2 separate regions of the Pan troglodytes genome follow, and region 1 is linked to region 2. Evidence: chromatin contacts called from public HiChIP or PLAC-seq data. All regions are on one chromosome and are shown on one strand. Each heading gives the region's core, a stretch centred on a gene start, on an enhancer-like site or on the middle of the called end of the contact. The rest is flanking DNA. Distances are from core to core; before and after follow the strand shown.

What was found. HiChIP or PLAC-seq counts read pairs in DNA pulled down with a chosen protein or histone mark.
Region 1: an H3K4me3 HiChIP or PLAC-seq map of stem cell-derived excitatory neurons shows a contact between it and region 2, with 3 times the contacts expected there. The contact joins the promoter of PPP1R12B here to the promoter of SYT2 in region 2. A contact is called at or near these places in 2 of 7 Hi-C or Micro-C datasets (induced pluripotent stem cells and stem cell-derived neural progenitor cells), 1 of 1 datasets of contacts at active chromatin or transcription factors (stem cell-derived excitatory neurons) and 1 of 1 other capture datasets (stem cell-derived neural stem cells).

What each region holds. Positions count from the first base shown.
Region 1 is chr1:46,746,617-46,753,598 of NHGRI_mPanTro3-v2.0_pri, reverse strand. It overlaps PPP1R12B (protein phosphatase 1 regulatory subunit 12B), which reads left to right and starts at 4,417. Exons shown (of 24, transcript XM_514103.8): 1 at 4,417-4,887. The coding sequence starts at 4,597.
Region 2 is chr1:46,382,403-46,389,882 of NHGRI_mPanTro3-v2.0_pri, reverse strand. It overlaps SYT2 (synaptotagmin 2), which reads right to left and starts at 3,130. Exons shown (of 9, transcript XM_016935938.4): 1 at 2,948-3,130.

The sequences.
Region 1 (6,982 bases), core at 3,168-5,667, 360 kb before region 2:
ATATCTTATTTATTTTTATTTTTTATTTTTTATTTTTTTGAGACAGGGTGTCACTCTGTCGCTCACTGCAACCTCCGCCTCCTGGGTTCAAGCGCTTCTCCTGCCTCAGCCTGCCTAGTAGCTGGGACTTCCGGCGCCCACCACCATGCCCGGCTAATTTTTGCATTTATAGTAGACACGGGGTTTCACCATGTTGGCCAGGCTTATATTTTCTTTAGAATAGTATACTTATAGCCAGGTGCAGTGGGTCATGCCTGTAATCCCAACATTTGGGGAGGCCTAGGTGGGCAGATCGCTTGAGCCCAGGACTTTGAGACCAGCCTGGGTAACATGGCAAAACCTCATCTCTACCAAAAAATACAAAAATTACCCAGGCATGGTGGTGCATGCCTGTAGTCCCAGCTACTTGGGAGGCTGAGGTAAGAGGATCACTTGAGCCCAGGAGGTTAAGGCTGCAGTGAGCTGTGATTGCACCACTGCAAATCTAAAGTGAGATCCTGTCTCAAAAATAAATAAATAATAAAGGAATGGAGTACTTGTTTAGGAAATTTACCATACTTGTTTAATGAGCTGATTGTGTAAGTTATTCTCAGAAAGCCCTAGTTGGGAAAGATGTTTTAGAAAAAATAGGATTTCGATTTGAAAAAACTTTTCAAGTCATTAGAGGTAGATGAATGTTTTCATGGCATTTTTTTGGCTGAGCCTGTAAAATTAATTAGATTATAATAATTATTACTACTTTCAATAATCATATAGCCAGAAGGTATATTTCTCTATCTCCAAGTAGATATGCACTTAAATGATCCAAGGAATTTAACTACTTACACTTTTCGTAAAATCTCCAAAGAAGGTATTACACTCTTACTTCCACAGGAAAAAAAAGAAAAGAAGCAAATAAAATAGGTATGGTAAGGAAGTACTTCTGGCTTCCTGGAACTTCCTTATATTGAGACTGAATTCTTGGCTGGGCGCGGTGGATCACGCCTGTAATCCCAGCACTTTGGGAGGCCAAGGCGGGTTGATCACAAGGTCAGGAGTTAGAGACCAACCTGGCCAATATGGTGAAGCCCTGTCTCTACTAAAAATACAAAAATTAGCCGGGCATGGTGGTGGGTGCCTATAGTCCCAGCTTCTCAAGGAGAATTGCTTGAACCCAGGAGGCAGAGGTTGCAGTGAGCTGAGATCGCACCACTGCACTCCAGCCTGGAGACTCCGTTTCAAAAAAAAAGAAAAAGAGACTGAATTCGTGTTGAAATTTAAGCTCAGGCTGGGCATGGTGGCTCACACCTAAAATCTCAGTACTTTGGGAGGCTGAGGTGGGAGGACTGCTTGAGGCCAGGAGTTCAAGACCAGCCTGGGCAAAATAGCAAGACCCATCTCTACTTAAAAATAAAATAAAATAAGATAATTTTATGTGCCTATAGTCCCAGCTACTCAGGAGGTAGAGGGAGGAGAATTGCTTGAGCCCAGGAGTTTGAGCCTGCAGTGAGTTATGTTGGCACCATTGCACTCTACCCTGGGTAACTCTGTCTCCAAAAAAGAAAGAAAGAAATTTAAGTTCATATCTCTTGGGAAAGTAAGGATTTAACCTGGAGTGGGTCAATTTTAGCTTATTTAAACAACTGGAACCAGATATTTTTTGCTTCCTAATTCGGAATACAAAAATAATGCAGCCAAAAGAAGCATCATTATTGATCCCTGAAAAATTTACTCCAGTTTAAAAATCCTTATTAGAAGACCAGTATGCCAGTAAAACATAAAGTTATATATATATAGGAGCAGCTATCATATACGAGGAACATAATATTGAAATGATGCATGAGGACTGTAAATAGGATTAGGCTTCTAGCTGAGTATTCTTACCTATTTGATTTAATATCAATTTTTCTTTTATCCTTTAGGGACAGTTCTATTTGGGAGCTTGTGGGCAACAGTAATTATCAGCAAGAGGCTGAATTGGAATAAGAGGAGGTCCCACTGTGATATGTTACAAAGTAAATCTCATGAATAATTTTTTTTTTTTTTGAGAAAATCTTGCTCTGTCACCCAGGCTGGAGTACAGTGGCATAATCTCGGCTCACTGCAACCTCCGCCTCCCAGGCTTAAGCGATTTTCCTGCCTCAGCCTCCTGAGTAGTTGGGATTACAGGCACCCGCCACTGTGCCTGGCTAATTTTTGTATTTTTAATAGAGATGGGGTTTCACCATGTTAGGGTGGTCTCGAACTCCTGACCTTAAGTGATCTGCCCGCCTTGGCCTTCCAAAATGCTGGGATTACAAGCGTGAGCCATCGCGTCTGGCCAAGAATTTTTAATTGCAATAAATGATGAGACATGACAAGTTCTATGGTGGCCATAAATAAATGCATGTAGCAAGGAAAATGAGGTTACATAATGTATACATTATTATACCTTGATTTTCCTTATGTACATTGTTATTGATAGTACACAGATTTGACATGAGGTTTAATTAGTATTTATAATGTATTTAAGAATATCCTACTAAAGCATATGGTGGTTAGACACAGTATTATTAAACATAATATTTTTTACATTTATATGTCACTTTTCATTTGAGGCTTTCAATTCAATAATTAATTGTTTCCTTAATGTATGATTTCCACTTCATTTCAGGGGAAATTGAGGAACAGGCAAATTTTCACATGACAGAATATAACAAAGTTTCCCTTTACAATACCCCAATCATTTTGCAACATTTTTTAAATGAAAAATTTTAAACATACAGAAATGTTTAAAGAATCTAATATTTGCATATGTACTCTTTCATTATAGGTAACACATTTAATTATATTTTGTTCAGGGCTAGAGCACTGGAGGTTATACTTATTAAATCAATCGGACTGGCCAGATGCGGTGGCTCATGCCTGTAATACCAACACTTTGGGAGACTGAGGTGGGTGGATCACTTGAGCCCAGGAGCTCAAGACTAGCCTGGGCAACATGGCAAAACCCTGTCTCTACAAAAAATACAAAAGTTAGCCAGGCATAGTGACGCAGGCCTGTAGTCCCAGCTACTTGGGGGGCTGAGGTGGGAGGATCGCTTGAGCCTGGGAGGTTGAGGCTACAGTGATCCACGACCATGCCACTGCCCTCCAGCCTGGGTGACAGAGTGAGACCCTGTCTCAAACAAAACAAAACAAAACAAAACAATCGGACAGATACATGTTTTATAACCCAGTCTTGGTGAATATAAAAATGTTCTATTTGCTACCTTAGGAATTTAGTATGATTTAGTATGCTTGATAGTATCTTTCTCTAGCTTTGAAAAAAAAAATCATGGGCCAGGTACAGTGGCTCAGGGCTGTAATACCAACACTTTGGGAGGCTGAGGCAGGAGGATCGCTTGTGTCTAAGAGTTCCAGACCAGCCTGGGCAACATGGTGAGACCTTGTCTCTACGAAAAAATAAAAAAATAGTGGGTGTGGTGGTGGGCACCTGTAGTCCTAGCTACTGGGGAGACTGAGGTGGGAGGATCGCTTGAGCCCAGGAGGTTGAGTCTGCAGTGAGCCGTGATTGCGCCATTGCACTCAGCCTGGGTGACAGAGTGAGACTCTGTCTCAAAAGAAAAGAAATAAAAATCATGGAAGACATCTATTCTGTCTTGTAAAAATTTAAGATACATGAAAAGAGTAGAGGAGGAGGAGGAGGGAGAAGGAAGAGACATTATTTATTGGGATCCAATATGTGCCAAAGATAGTATTAGGCATCCTTGCATGTATTATTTCATTTGATCCACATGACTACCCTGTGAGATGTTATTCCCATTTTACACATAAGAAAACTGGCTCAGAGAAGTTAAGTAATTTGTCTACGGCTGTGAATTCAACTTAAATTCACAGCTTAAACTCTTTTCACTACATCTGAATGCATCATTTTCAAGATCTTTTCTGGGCCTGGAGTAAGTTGACAGTATTTATGTAAAACATGTAATACTGTATCTGTATGTATGCTCCTCTTCCCCACGCTCATTCACATTTACCGTGATTAATACACATGTTAATAAAACCCTAGACTTAGAACTAGGATATAGAATCCAGTCGTTTAGGTACTTAATGTTTAGTTCTCTCCTCCAGAAAACAGGAATAATTACCGCCTTTTTTCCACTCCAAAGAATTGATGTGATAATTAGGGAGATAAGATTAGTTACTAGTCATAACAAGAATAAACTACAACTCCCAAAATGCCCAGAGGAAGAGGCTGACGCCAGTCCAGGAGACAGTTCCAGCTTTAGGGCAAAGGTGACCCCACTGGGTCCCGTGGCGAAAGAGAGAGCCGCCGGTCCTCGACTTTTTTCTGATGCATCCAGGGATTTGTAGTTCCCTTACGGCCACCAAGTGCACTTAGGGCAGGTCTCTTACTACGAGTCCCGTGATGACCCGAGGCCGGGCAGCGCCTGCGTATTGAAGCCGAGGGAGCGTGCGGGCGGTGCTACTGGCGGGAGGAGTAAAGATGGCGGCGCGAGGGTCTCCGCCCTCTTCTCCGGGCTGAAGCGCTCTGAGAGAGGCGGCAGCGGCAACTCGAGCCTCAACAGTAATTTAGTGTTGGTAGTTTTGGCAGCAGCTGCCGAGGCCGGAGCAATGGCGGAGCTGGAGCACCTAGGAGGGAAGCGGGCAGAGTCGGCGCGAATGCGGCGGGCAGAGCAGCTTCGGCGCTGGCGGGGCTCGCTGACAGAGCAGGAGCCTGCGGAGCGACGAGGCGCGGGGCGGCAGCCGCTGACCAGGCGCGGGAGCCCCAGGGTCCGCTTCGAGGACGGTGCTGTCTTTCTGGCCGCCTGCTCTAGCGGGGACACCGACGAGGTGAGAAAGCTTCTGGCAAGAGGTGCTGATATCAACACGGTCAACGTGGACGGCTTGACAGCCCTGCACCAGGTAACTCCTTTCTTGGTCTTAGAGGCGTCCAGTCTCCTACAGATGAGCCTTTGACCCTGCGAGCCACCCCATGGGGAGTATCAGTGTTGCCGCCGACTCCTTCTGCATGGACACTGCCCTTTTGGGCTAATCGGTTTCATTCTTGGCCAGCTTCCTCCACTAATCAAGTCTTTTTCTGACCCCAGGGTCTTAGGAATAGCGTCACCCCGCTGCTTGGTCAGTGTTTGTATTTCCCTCCACCTACTTGTGTTGTCATGGTTACTGGTGATTTTTGTCCCTGGTCTTATCCCTGTAGATTAGTTATCTTCACTTATGTCTGGTTGGCGTGCCTGCACACCGCGTCACTCATAGGCACAGTGTCATTTGTTTGATGCCCTTTCAGAAAATTCAGTTGTTGTGTGTCCCCGTTATAGAATATCTTATATCACTTAAAGAGTAAAGCCCTTTACTGGGTAAAGACAAGCAGGTCTGAAACCACACCTCTTGTTTTGTTGATTTGTAGTACTTCAAAACAGTTTGTGTTGCCTCTAGGCTACAGCTCCTAGAACACGCCGGACCTCGTTGTTTTAGGTATCTTAACTTTCTTCTCAGCAGTGCTACCTCCCTGAGAGCTTCCTATGGAGAACTAAGTTACTGAATTACCTCTGTTTGATACTTATGGAATAGCTTTTCTATTTTTCTATTTTTTTTTCTAAAGCGCTCTATAGAAATCCCATGCCCTATGTATAGCTATACTATATGGATTGTGGATAATCTGTGCTTGGTAACGACACCTTTACTTCTGTCACCTAATGCAGCAATATTCTCTGTCTACTGACTGCCATGACTAACTACCCCTCTCTCCTCAAATGGAACTTCATCAGTTATTTTGGTGAGCTGAGAGCCGGTCACCCACTCTTAATCTTTTGTATTTTTCTTCTTCTGCCGTCTGTGCAAAGTGAATGTATTGGCATGAGAATCTACTTCTAAATAATAACTCAACTTTATATCAGACCACTTCCCTAAATATATTTAGCCAATAGCTTAAAAAGTTACTTCTCACTATGTTTGCAACCCTTCTATTTCAGGTAGAAGAAACTCTTTCACCCTATTTTGTACCCATTTTTTTTCCTGCTGATAATATTTCCCCACCTAAGGTAGTAACCAATATTTGTAGAGTGCTTTGCTGTTTGATTTCATATGTCTTACCCCATGTGAGTTTCAGCAGTGATCCTTTGAAGTAGGTGTGGCAGGTAGTGTTGTTATTCTCATTTTACAGATGAGGAAACTGAAGCTCAGGAAAATTATTTGTGCAAAGTTAGAAAGTAAAGAAGTGGCCCATAGGCATGGATTTTTCAGACTTATGTCACAGAGATCTATATCTCGCTTAATAAGGAGCTGAATGTAAAATGAGATAAAAGCTAAGAGAACCACATTAAATTCTAAACTTTAAATTTCTGAACTCTTTGGGAAGGTGAATTCTTGTTTTTCTTTTTCTTTTTCTTTTTTTTTTTTTTTGATTCAGAGTCTCGCTCTGTTGCCCAGGCTGGAGTGCAATGGCGAGATCTTGGCTCACTGCAACCTCTGCCTCCCGGTTTCAAGCGATTCTCCTGCCTCAGCCTCCCGAGTAGCTGGGATTACAGGCACCTGCCACCACGCCTAGATAATATTTGTATTTTTAGTAGAGATGGGCTTTCACCGTGATGACCAGGCTGGTCTCAAACTCCTGACCTCAGGAGATCCACCCTCCTTGGCCTCCCAAACTGCTGGGATTATAGGCGTGAGCCGCTGTGCCCGGCCTAGTAATCTATTGAAATAAGAGAAGAAGGGGATGACAGCTATGGATTTTTTTTTTAACATCTATAAATGCAATATAAGCATTCCTTTCAATTTATAGGGCTGACAAGGAGTTGAACTGAACAGGTATACTCGATTCTAGACAAATTCAGCTAAAAATTAAGCTGCTTAAAGATTTGAGGTCTGTTGAGAAACTATATCTTTGAATCAAGACAACGGGCCTTTATTGGCTTCAGAACATTACAAGTCAGTTTCCGAAGAGTTACAATGTGTGTCTCCATGACTTGGAGAAGTTTTTGTTGTTGTTGTTGTTGTTGTT
Region 2 (7,480 bases), core at 1,881-4,380:
CTGTCTATCTCCTAGCCTCTATTCTTTGGTGCTTCATATTTAACCACTGCACTGAGTGACCCTGCCCCCCATCACTCCCTCTGACTTGCTGTTCCAGTTCTTAAAGAGTATCCCCACCACCCTGGACCTTCAGTGGTGGGGATACTCTGGCTTCAGCTAGGACCTGCCTAGATTGGGGAAGTCTACAGAGCAAATCCCAAAGCCAAGTGAAGTAGTGTTTCTACTCATCTGCAGCCTTAAGTCATCCACGAGGATGCTTCTGTCCAGGGAAGGGAATGATGGTCATTCTTCCAGGCAAATGAAGCCCAACCTCCTCCCACTCTGTCCTCACTGCCTTCTGTCCCCCTGCTTCCAGTGCACTCACTGCCCCTCTATCTACTCTCCGCTGAGAGGGCGGCACAGGCCTGGCGGGGAAGAAAAAGGGGACCCCATTGAGACAGGACAATGTTCAGATGGAGGCAGAAAGAATGACTAGAGGTCAGGCTTGCCTAGGGGCTGGTGAACACTGGGGTAGCCTGGTCCCCAGGGCTTGAGAAGGGCAGGGAAGAGGCTTCTCCAGCCACCTCCAACGCCCACCCCCAGGTCTCTGCAGTATCATAGACAGCTCTGTCACACCTGCCTGGAAGCTGCCTAAGGGTAGAAGGAATAAAACGAGCTCCAGCTGCAATGTGAGGGCAGGTGAGCCCAGACCCAGCTCCAGAAAGGGTCTCCCCGGCCCTGCGAGGTCTTCAGCAAGGTACATGCTTTGCCCAGGTGAAACCAGCTTCAGTCCTAAATTGAAGCCAGTTGCAAGCTTCTCTAGGCGAAAAGTCAATGTTTACGAACACCAACACTTTTTGCTTCCCCTGGTCCTGTTCTGTGGATGTCAGACCCCAAAGCTGAAAAAGAAATGTTCTTGCATAATCACCCCCTTCCCCCAAAAGAAAACCCAAGTTCCCCGGACACAAACTCCTGGACTGCAGAACAAAGCAGACTCCCAGCAGAGTGGTCTGGTCTCTCTTCCTCCAGGGAATGGTGGGCCAGATCTATGTGAGGCTATAACCTAGAAACTTTCCTCTGCCTCCCTCTCCTCCTCCTTTGGCAAGACAAGGAGGGGAGAAGGTAAGGATTAAGCCCAAAAGATCTCCAGAAAAAGCCAAGCCTCTGGGGGGAGTCCTAGAGGGTGAAGCCAGGGATCTGCCTGGCAGCCAAGCAGAGCAGAGGCAGCCACCCTGAGGGAAAGGTGGTTCAGTCGGGGTTCAGTGGGCACTGGCCATTTTCCAGGGGCATGGGAGGAGATGGGTTGGAGTTGGACTCCCTAGGCTGCAGTGTGCCTGGCATGGACCCCTGACGCTGACTCACCCCCAGGGCCCTGACACACGCTGCAGCTTGCAGTGCCTGCCAGGCCACCACTCTCATTCCACAGGACCAGGATGCCAGGCACGTCCCACTGCATCAGAGCCACCCTGCCCCCTTCCACCTGCCACTCGGGCCTGCCTTAGGGGCACTGGGCATGGCTTTTTTCAGCACCTCTGCTGGTCACAGAGATGTTTCTAGCAGCCCCAAAGCTGGACTTAGTCTTAAGTAGGGAGAGATGGTTGAAAGGATTAAGGGCTTCCCTGCTTCTGTCACCCCCTCTAATGAAGTGCCAGGTTATGGGGATCCAGATAGATTGGATGGAGGACAATCTATTCCACCTGGGAGAGGCCCCTCAGGGCGGCAGCAGTAGGGGAGGGAGAAGGGCACCCTTTTGCTTTCCAGGTCAGACCCCAGTTCACCTTTCTGGCTTCCTGGGCGCCCCCAGATCCTAAGGACTTCCTCCTCCTCATAAGCTAACCCAACCTGTACTACCTGCCCACGGGGCCTCTGCCCTTCCCTCCCCACTGCGGTGGCCCCTCCTGGGCCAGCACTTCTTCTGTCCTTGCACTCCCTTCTCCTGCTGCGGGGAGAGCACCTACTCCGCCACCTCAGCCAGGGGTAGGGGAGGACACTGCCCTGCCAGGAGACACCCCACGAGCCATGGGCTGGGGGTGTCCTGGAGGCACCTGTGGAATGTGGGGATGAAAAGGGAGGAGACAGGATGAGGGGGCCTGGCTTAGTGGGATGTGAAACGATAAAGCTCCACTTTTTAGTTGAAAAATAAAAGCCCTGTCCCCCAGAGGTGGGGGAAGGAGCATAGGCAGGGGAAGGGGGCACCCCAAATGGGAAAGGTACATGGAAGAGTCTAGAAAAGGGAGTCGGGCTGTCAGCACCCGCCAGACTGCGAGCCTAGCCCTGGGGACAGAGCTGAAGCAGGGACGGGGCGTCCTAGGTCGTGCTGAGTCATGAGATTTGGAGAGAGGGGAGGGGCGCCTCCAGCCCCTTCTTGGGCCCCTGCCCCAGCTCCTCGTGCCCGTTGCTTCCAGATGGCCCCTGCAGTCTGTCTCCCCAACCTCTCCCTGACCCAGGGTCTCCGGCTCCCAGCGCCCAGACCCCACCCCCCGCCCCACTTCCCACGACGGCGGTGCCAGGGGTCCCCGAAGCTTGAGACTGGGGCAAAAGAATCTTCCTTGGAGACCGCTAGGGCTGGCGGGGGCTGGGCTAGACGCGAGTGGGTTCGTCCCAGGGAAAAGAGAGAGGGACGGGGGCGCAGAGCCGGCCGGTGCAGGGGACGCGTGGCCCGCCCCTCTCTGCAGCAACTCGCGGGGAGACCGCGGGAGGAAATCTGCCCCCAGCCCAGCCCCAGTCCCTCAGAGGAGCCGGCTCCTCGCCCCTCGGGTCCGACTCCCCGAGACGAACCTTCCATCCGGACGCTTCCAAACTCCCCCAAAGGACGGGGCGGACTCCCGGCCCCCTTGGCCTCAAACTTCCCCAACCCTACTCACCTCTCGGGACCCAGACCACCCCGTGGCCCCTCGACTCAGTAGCAGAAAAGGAGAAACTTTGGAGAGGGAGGTCCGTGCCCCCACCGGCGGGGGTATGGACTTACCGGAGAGCGACCCGAAGGAGGCGGGAGAGATCCGGGGTCGCCAATGTGAGGGGGTGTCGGACGGCAAGGACGCGGGGCTGGCGACGGTTTCGCAGGGGCGCCCGTTCCCCTGGGGCGCGAAGTCCCCGCTCCACCGCTGCCCCAACTCGGCTCCGAAGTGCCTTTGCCGCAAGACTTGCTGAGCTTAGCAGTCTGCGCCGAGGCGGCAGAGGGAGGGGGCCTGATCGATGGGCGCGCGCGGCGAGCGCTGCAGTGAGGGGAGGAGACCAAGCGGCGCGGGAGGGCGGGGACCGAGGCGGAGGAGGCCCGGAGGAGGCGGAGGGCGGGCCTGCCCCCCGGGACGGGTCCTTTCTGCGCAGCCCCCCAGGCGCTCGGCGCCCCCGCCTTCTGCTCAAGGTCAAGGAGGCTGCTTCCCCAGCAGGAAGGCGGACGGGAAAGGGGCTCTATACTCCCCACCCCAGAAGGCTGGTCTCCTTTCTAGCCAGCTCCTTCTCTCCAACTTCCCGAACCCACTGCAGCTCAAGGCTAAATTATTGGGCTCAGGAGCCCCCCTCCCCATGGCCATTTTGGGATCCCTGAGCCCCTAGCCTCCCCTCCTCCCCTCTCCGCTTAGGTCACCGCTACCTATATTGGCCACCTGGATGGTGGGGGCTTCTGAGCCTAAAGGATGGGTGAGAGAGAGGAGGATGCTTGAGAGAAGACAGCGGTACCTGAGGCCTATGGAAATAGAACGGCGGAGGGGAGAGGAAGAACTGCAGGGTGGCAAGGAGAGAGGAGCTGGAAGACGGTAGAAAGAAAAGGAGGATGCTACTGGTTATTAAAGACAGGATGTTCACACATGTTAGTTTGCTTAATACGTAAGACATCCCTTTAAGGTGGGCATTTTGCGTGGGCAGTTTGCAGGTGGGGAAACAGTCCCTGAATGGTGCGTTGGACCAAGGAGCTGCAGACAGTAAGTGGTGGCATTTCGGAAGAGCCTGGGAGAAAGAGAAGGGTGGCAAGGGCAAAGAGGAGCCCTTCCTAACCTACCCAGGAGCTGCCAGGGCAGCACCAGAACTTCCTTACAGCACAATTGGAATATCCACTTTAACTCTTTTGGAGTTAACTTTTTTTTTCTTTTTTTTTTTGTTTTTTTTTTTTTTTAGACAAGTTTCACTCTGTTACCCAACCTGCAGTGCAGTGTGCAGTGGCGCGATCTTGGCTCACTGCCACCTCTGCCTCCTGGGTTGAAGGGATTCTCCCGCCTCAGCCTCCCGAGCAGCTGGGATTACAGACGTGCGCCACCACACCCGGCTAATTTTTGTATTCTTAGTAGAGATGGGGTTTTGCCATGTTGGCCAGGCTAGTCTCGAACTCCTGACCTCAAGGGATCCACCCACTTCGGCCTCTCAAAGTGCTGGGATTACAAGCATGAGCCACTGCGCTTGGCCTGGAGTTAACTTTTATAATAGGACTGTAGCATCCTGCCTCGCTTTTGGGTACAAAACCGTACATGACCTGAGGTCAGCCTTCAATACGTACTAGGTGAGTGAGTGAGAGGTGGAATGAATGCAATATGAGGAGATGCAAAGAACAAGTGGGATTCAGGCTTTGGGGAGAGAAGAGGCAGTGGAGGGCACTTTTCAGATCACTGTGCCAATAATACCAGGTGTTACTGGCAGACCATCCCCAGTTGGAGACTATCCCCAGTTTGGCTTGCCTCAGAGCAAGGCGGCAAGTGGCTGCCGCCTCAGTGGATGTTACGAAAAAGGTGGGGGAAGACCTCTGGGGAGTCCTCAATCAGGCTGAAGCTGTGCTCACAGCCCCTGAGGCACAGAGGCCCTCCCCCTTCACCTGTGGAGCAGCCATAACAAGGGCAGTGGAGGAAATGGGGAGCCAAGTTACAATGGACTAAGAATGAGACCTTTACATTCAAAGAGGTTACCCACCACCCCCACCCTTAGCCAGGTGTGTTCCAGGACTTGTTGCTTCCCCAAAGGGACTGGCTCTACTCTATTCGCTCCTTCCTGCTCCCCATGCCAACAACCAGTATCTGCAGGACTCCAGCCAGAAAGAGGGCTGCAGCCCCCTCGCACAGAATCAAGCCAAGCGAACTGGCCCGATGCGCTTCAACTTTTCCACGGCAGCAGACTCAGCTGCCTACTGTTCTGATCAAAGCCTTGTGTCAATCTGGTGCCCCAACTTCTTCTCCTAAGCACGTCAGAGGAAGCCAGCCTGCCTTCCCAGGCTATTAGGAGAGTCAGAGCTGTAATCAATTTGGTTAAATGAAAAATGTGGTGTCCCTGGCTACAGCCTTAATGTTCTTTTAATTCATCAGGACCAGTAGTGTCTGGGTTACAAACCTAATCAAGAGCTCAACATCCCTCTTGCTTATTCCCCCAGGCTTCAGGAGCTGGAAGAGGAAAGAATGGAAAAGACATCCACCCCCTCCACACCCAGCCTATTATTAGATACTTTGCTTTTCAACTGTTCATCATTGTAGAAAGATGAGCCTCTAGTATCTTAGACCAACATCACTCAATTGCATGCACATGCAGGGCCATCAGGGCAATCCCTCTGCTTCCACACAAGGTCATTTTGAATCCACAAAAGGTGGGGGAGAGCTATCTAACACTGAGAGTTATTCAGGAAGAAAGTCTACAGCTCCCTCAATTACATTGTTTTACCACTTTCTGCTGAATAGTGTGCTTCCTGGTGGCTTCATTTTCTGTTTTTTTCTAGGGAGGAGAGAGAAGAGAGCAGGGAACTGCTGCATCGTGCCCCTGTCACAGCTTTCCCTGGGGACTGAAAGCCCCTGTACTTTTTTACTGCCTGCCACCTGCCTTCTGCTTAAAGAATTCCCTTTTTGTCCATCCTTGATCATAGGTCTACTAGCACTTGCACTACCTCACACTTGGATTGTTTCCCTGATGTTCTGGTCAGGCCTTCATCCCTGCAAACTTGTTCCAAGCCCTGCTGTCATAGTTAGAGCAAACAGAAATGAGCTGGGACAGGAGAGAGAGTCTTCATCACCGCTGACCCTAGCCAGCTCCCATTTCCTGCTTTCTCTTGATACACACAGAAAGAAACACCCCTTCAGAAAGCTGTTGTTCTTGCCCTCCCACCCCCTGCACATACCCGTATTATTCTTCCAGAGCAGTTTGTATTGTTCCTGACAATTAAGCAAACAATGACTAAGCTCTCCTCTGAAACACGCCTGCTTTACTGGTTGTAACTGAGTAAATGGTTCTTTAAAACTTACAGCTGGGCAAAGTGGCTCACGCCTATAATTCCAGCCCTTTGGGAGGCTGAGGCGGGCAGATCGCGAGGCCAGGAGTTTGAGACCATCCTGGCCAACATGGTGAAACCCCACCTCTACTAAAAATACAAAAATTAGCCAGGTGTGGTGGTGGGTGCCTGTAATCCCAGCTACTCAGGAGGCTGAGGCAGGAGAATCGCTTGAAACCAGAAGGCGGAGGTTGCAGTGAGCCAAGATCATGCCACTGTACTCCAGCCTGGGCAACAAGAATGAAACTCCGTCTCAAAAAAAAAAATTACATGCAATTCCTGTCACTAAAAGTCTTGGTTTTCTTCTTCTAATCTAATTTTGTAGACATACCAAGCTTAAATATACTTTAACTTTTATTTAAATTACCCTATACTACCTATACTCTAGCTCCACTGAGCTATTTTCATTTCCCTAAGCCACATGATAGTAGCTACCTATTTTGCTAAGGCCCTGCTCAGTGTTTATAACCATTATACTGCTTACTCTTCAATAATATATGTCTGGCCAGGTGTAGTGGCTCACGCCTGTAATCCCAGCACTTTGGGAGGCTGAAGCAAGCAGATCACCTGAGGTCAGGAGTTCGACATCAGCCTGGCCAATATGGTGAAACCTCATCTCTACTGGAAATACAAAAATTAGCCAGGCATGGTGACAGGCGCCTGTAATCCCAACTACTCGGGAGGCTGAGGCAGGAGAATCCTTGTGCCCGGGAGGCAGAGGCTGCAGTGAGCTGAGATTGTGCCACTGCACTCCAGCCTGGACAACAAGAGTGAAACTCCATCTCAAAAAAATAATAATAACATATTTCATACTACAGTCAACTTTTAGATATCCCATAATATACTTTCCTTTTTTTTAATTCTTTTCTCTTCTTTATTTTACCTTATTTATTTATTTATTTATTTATTTATTTATTTATTTATTTTGAGATGGGGGTCTTGCTCTGTCACCCAGTTTGAAGTGCAGTGGCACAATCAGGGCTCACTGCAGCCTTGAGGCTCAAGTGATCTTCCTGCCTCAGCCTCCCTAGTAACTGGAACTACAGGTGTGCACCACCATGCCCCGTTAATTTTTTAATTCTGTGTAGAGATAGGGTCTCTCTATGTTGCCCAGGCTGGTTTTGAATTCCCAGACTCAAGCGATCCTCCCGTCTCGGCCTCCCAAAGTGCTGGGATTACAAGCGTGAGCCACTGAGCTTGACCTCAGAATGCTTTCAATACAGAAGACATGAACTGATCAGATGTGGGGAAAGAAATCAAACATAA